Regions from separate parts of the Hordeum vulgare genome. Here region 2 is linked to region 1. A link is a contact called in public Hi-C data. All regions are on one chromosome and are shown on one strand. Each heading gives the region's core, a stretch centred on a gene start, on an enhancer-like site or on the middle of the called end of the contact. The rest is flanking DNA. Distances are from core to core; before and after follow the strand shown. Region 1 holds the start of LOC123430024. Region 2 holds the start of LOC123430044 (ras-related protein RABC2a-like).

Evidence for each region. A called contact is a pair of places that touch in the nucleus more often than the background predicts.
Region 2: a Hi-C map of seedling shows a contact between it and region 1, with 4 times the contacts expected there. The contact joins the promoter of LOC123430044 here to the promoter of LOC123430024 in region 1. A contact is called at or near these places in 3 of 6 Hi-C or Micro-C datasets (leaf and seedling) and 1 of 1 datasets of contacts at active chromatin or transcription factors (embryo).

The regions. Positions count from the first base shown.
Region 1 is chr1H:249,765,997-249,768,696 of MorexV3_pseudomolecules_assembly, forward strand. LOC123430024 reads right to left here and starts at 1,438. Exons shown (of 1, transcript XM_045113957.1): 1 at 1-1,438. The coding sequence starts at 1,296.
Region 2 is chr1H:250,207,970-250,210,789 of MorexV3_pseudomolecules_assembly, forward strand. LOC123430044 (ras-related protein RABC2a-like) reads right to left here and starts at 1,260. Exons shown (of 6, transcript XM_045113972.1): 1 at 803-1,260. The coding sequence starts at 956.

The DNA.
Region 1 (2,700 bases), core at 188-2,687:
GTCCTTGACGTCACGAAGTTTCATGGGGGTCACCTTGATGTCTTCAGTATAGTGATTCTTCAGTCGATCCTTCTTGTGCCACTTCCCCCAGTCTGTCCAGAACTGACTCTGGTCGATCACAGATGCAGATTCCTTCAGGTGCTCAAAATCAAAGTAGAACCTGAAATCCTTTTCTTCGTCCTTGCCACTGGCGGTATACCGTGAATTGAGGCAGACGCTGAAGTCCATGACAAGCGTCCGGTTCAAGAACTGCGCCTCGCCTAGCGCACACAAGAAACCCCAAATGTAGTGGTTCATGCTCTTGCACCTCTCGCCACCGCCCATATAAATGAGGTACCTTCCACGGCTGAAATCGGATTCAGAAGCGACCACCGGCATGCTGTCATTGACGGCATCGCCGACAACAAACACCTGGTCTGCAGCGGTTGTGGTGTCCGCATTAGCACCATTCTCGTCGATCCTCATCTGGGTCTTGGCTGGCACGAAGTCCGTGGTCACCGGTGCCTCACGCTTTCCCTTCTTGCCCTTCTTGCCCTTGCGTCGCCCACTGCGCTTGGCGCCGGTGCCGGAGTGGTACTCGCCGACGCTTCCCACCACGAGGGAGCATGTGTTGACATCGCGGGCGAGCGTGAACCGGCGGTAGTCCTTGTAGTAGGTGGTGCGTCCTCTGGCGTCTTCCGCTGGGCGGAAGCGCCAGGCGAGGTCGCACGCCATGGGGCTCTCCGGCACGACGACGGGGCGGCCGAAGCGATAGAAGTGGAGGTCGGGGAACCTCTCGATCGCCGTACGCATGAGCAGGTTGAAGAGCTCCCTGTCCCCCGTGCAGTCCACCGGCGCCTCCGTGTCGCAGGAAACAGCCTCGACGATAGGCTTCTCCTCCTGGGCGGCCGAGTTGGAATCGGCGTCAGTATCGACGGTGACGGACTGCTCCGTCTCTGCCTCCGTTTTCTCGGATCCAACATCGGAGAGCTCGATGAACTTGGGTCCCGCAGTGGTGGGGGCGTCCTCGGAGGAGTTGGAGCCGGTAGCGAAGTCCTCCCCGGTACGGAGCACGGAGTCGTCGGCGAGGAAGGTGGAGTTGGAGGTGGCGGAGGTGAGGAACGCGGTAAGCTGGTGGGAGGAAGGGTGCAGCAGCGGGTCGTCGGGGCTGTGGACGGCGGCGAGGAGCGTGAACGCGAGAACGGCGGCCACGAAGAGCCCGAATAGGAGGTTGCCTCCCGACCGCAGCGCCGCGCGCAGGTCGAGTGCGCCGCCGCGCCACAGCGGCGCCGACATCCCCACCCCTCGCCCCAGCATTCGCCCGGATCTGGAAGAGGGAGGCGCGGATTGAGAAGCGACGGCGAGGGGGAGGGATCTGTCTGGGGCGCCGACAGGGGGACAGAACGAGCTGAGCTGACGAAAGCGGTGTGACCGTGTGAGTGCAGTTTACTCCAGTTTTTTACTGGGGGACGCGGTCGCGCTTGAGTTGATGACTTTGTCGAACAGTTTCGATAATTCACATTTTAGGGGCTGTTTGTTCGCGGTCTAAGATTGTCATATCTAACTTTAGTCATGGCACAATACTTTAAACACATTTATGGTTTGTCACATTTTTATAGGTATATGATTCATATATGTCATAGACTTAATTTTTTATCAAATATTGTCACACTTATGGTGTTTATTTTGTTAACCACACTTTTTTGACAGCCACACTTTATCTAAGGTTAGTTATGGCAAAGTTAGTCATGAACCAAACATGCCATTAGTTATCTCATTCTCGCTTCGTCCGAAAATACTTATGATATAAATAAATATATTTAATATATATTTTAGTTTTATATACATTTATTTTTATATATTTATGTGATAAGTAATTTCGAACGAAGGGAGTATCTAACTATTGAACCGTTTAATAAAATTTTAAAATTCGTAAGTCTTTTTTAAGGAACTGAAAGGCTTCTACGCTGGTTGAAATTTTTGACCGGACTGCCCCAGCCGATCGATGCGTTTTATGCCATCGTTAGATGTGAGCCAATCTTCTTCTTCATCCCCTCGCTGACATCTCCCATACGAGAAAATTTTAGGGGGAAACATAGTTGTCGTGCTCGCTCTAGGCTACCTGCGCAGGCGACTACCTCGTGCTCGCCCCCGACCGCCCCGTGCTCATCGTCTTCAGTCGTCGTCGAGGAAGATACCTCAATGGTCGTAAAAGCATGGCCTTCGTCGTCGCAGCAATTTCAATCGTCGGTAGTAGCAAACATCGACAATGGCTGCAATAAAAAATGTTATCGCGCCGGTTATAGCTCACCGTGCATGCCGTCCCAGCATCCTGTCGTGTCGGTCGCAACATTTGTGTTGTCCGTTGTAGCAAAATTGACCTTACAGTCTCGCAGGCCATAGCATGGCCGTTTGGTTGTAACATTTTGTGTCATCGATTGTAGCAAAAGTTTACGACAGTTGTAGCAAAAACATCATTACCATCATCGCAAGTCATATCATGCCACTTGATTGTAGCAAAAATTATTATCGGTCTTAACAAAAAAAGTCAAGATGATTGCAGTAAAAAGATGTTGTCTGCGCTGTCGCAAATAGCAGCGTGACCATTTGAATGTCGTCCTCCACTGTTGTTCTTTCTAGCGGAGGGCAATGGCTAGATCTCCTTTTTCTTCTCGTGGAAGAAAGAACGATGTAAAGCTCCTAAAGGCTAGGTAAATGCTC
Region 2 (2,820 bases), core at 10-2,509, 440 kb after region 1:
CGCGTCCGCTTCGCGTCCGCGCCGACGCATTTCAGTCCCAAATTTGGGCCGGAAATGGGTCGACGCGGACGCGGAGCGGACGTGTTTTCAAAATGGATCGGCGCGTTGGGCCATCACTTTTGTCCGTGTCGACCCAAACGGACGGCGGCGGACGAAATGGGTCGCCCCATTGGAGTTGCTCTAAGTAGTGGCGGGAAGGACATAAGGGCAGTCAGGGAGTTGGGACCATTCCCATAGACTACGTGCAATGTAAAATTGTCCAAATGACTTCTCTGAAACGGTTGCTTGAGATAGAAAATAAGGTACCGCGTAGTAAAATTCTTTAGTGCGCAATCAGGTTTTGTTGCACAAAGCATGGATCGCTTTTTTCCCCTGGCATTTAAGCATTTCTTGTAAATGGGTTGATGGGGGGGACCAACCTATTAGTGGCACATAAGACCAACTACATATGGTACATAGCGATGGAGAATAAAACTCCCAGCCCTGGCCGGCCAACGCCAACAAACAACAAGAAAGTCGAGACAATTCAGCAGAATCAAAAGCAGAGAACAGCACGGACATTATTAATTGAAACTTAAAAGGAAAAGGTTTCGTTCACCGAAATGGGCGGAAGCGGTCGGTGATGCCCTTAATCCGCTACCTACTAGGCTACTACCGCTACACTATATACTCCGAAGCAATACGCCGAGCGTACACTGAACCTCGTGCTAGTCTGGTACTGGCAAGCAGAGCGAGAGAGCGATCGGAGTGGACGTGGCGTGCTGCGGCGGTGGGGTAAGTGTAGGCTAAGAAGAGGAGGTACCGATGGTGGGCGCGATGTCGTCGTCGAGGTTGGCGGCGGCGACGAAGCTGAGGAGGAGGCTGCTCTTGCCGACGCCCGAGTCCCCGATGAGGAGGATCTTGAAGGAGCACTCGTAGCCGGCGCTGGCCCCCGGCGACACCGGCGACACCCCCATCCCCCCGCGCCGTCCCAGATTCGGCGCCGGTCGAGCCGATGGTCACAGGCGGGGAGGGGCGGAGGATTAGAAGCGGAGGGGAAGGCGGCAGCCGCCAGCCAGGTTGAGGCTGGTGCTCTCTGGCTTTGACCGGGCGAGAGGAGAGGTGGGGCGCCGCGCGACGGCTGGCCTGGTTTATGGCAGGAGCCGCGGGGCCGAGAGCTTCCGTCCGGTCCAAGTGGCGCGGGAGAAGGCGGAGGCCGGCCGCGCGAGCGCGTCTGATCGATCGATCGATCCGGCTGGAAAACGAAACGATGATGCGTGCCAGTCTGCCGGGGTATGAGTCGGGTGGTGTTTGGCTTTGTCCCTGTCTGCGCGCTGCGATCGACCCGCGAGGCGCGCTTGGGTCGGTCAGGTTGGGTCGGGTCGGGGCGGGGCGGGGCGTTTTCTGGCTCGTTGCGCTGAGCGCGACGGGGTCCCGGCCCGATCGGTGCGGAGAGGTGGGGTTCGTTTCTTGACTTGGAGTGATGAATGATGACTTTTAAACAAACCGCCACGTATGAATTTTTTTAACACACAAACGTTTATATAACATGCATACACTCATATTTATAAACATACACACGCATATCTTATTCCTATGAATGCCTTCGAGAAATTAAAGCGACATATTATCTTAAAATTTAAAATTTACAAAGTCTTGACATATCATCTTAAAATTTACAAAGTTGCGACACATCGTCTTTGATGAAAACATCTCATCCGTAGCATCGGAAAATTTAAAATAAATACAAGAAGAAATATGAGCATTATGATTTAAACGCTTGGATATCACATTCTATTTAACCAGCCTCTTCAACCATCCAACTACGTGTTGAGTGTATGATTGATGGGGCGAATAATGTTGTTGCTGCTGCAGAGATGGTACGTAGTAGCATGTGTTTGTTTTTGTGTGTGTGACCGTTGATGTTGATGGAAAGACCAGACCAGGTATACGTACGCACAGACTTGTATCTTAGGCGTAGTCATGCCACACCTGGCGACGCGTGTGTCGCTTTGGCCGGCACGTAGATTTTGTCTGCGTAACTACGACATTGACGTGTCCGGCCGGCCTCTCCAGGCTCCGACCGAGATGACGTGATCGATAATGTCATGTGACTCAGCATGCGCATGTTTTTCAAACAGAATCTTTGTAGACATATGATACAGTATGATATATTCTCTTTGTTTAAAAATATTCATCGTAGGAATAAATGTATCTAAATGTATTTCAATTTAAATATATTTATACAACAAATAAGTTTAAACGAAGGGAGTACTTACCGCTCCTTCCCTTTTTAAATATAAAATTTTAAAGGTTTTTAAAATATAGATTTATTGATTTTTTTATATGTAGTCATTTAGTAAAATTCTTAAAAAGATTTATATTTGCAAACGGAATATATTTCAGTTGTTGTCTTTAGTCTTATTAAGGTGTGGTAGTTTGGAAGGTGTAGCTTTCATATAACTGTGTGCACGCAACGGCACTCACCGGGAGACTTCTTTTGCCTTGTGGCGTGTTTTTTTTACGCTGAGAATTATGTTAACTTAGAGTATCTACGACTGGATATTGCAAATATGATCTTTAAACGTTTATGGACGCTTCGATCAGTGACTGGGCGTGTCTTTTATTTATTCATATGTGTGGTCATAGTTTTTATTTTCTTCCTTGTATGTCCGGTCACTTGCACGTGATTGATGAAGAGGAAAAGAATGAATAAATAAAAGAAAAAGGTAGTTCGGAGTAGGGCCGCGTCCTATGTGGCGGACTGACCGGCCACGTTCGGATGCGTCCGCGAACTCTTATATCCTCCCCATATTTGAGATGTATATGAGGGTTCGCAGA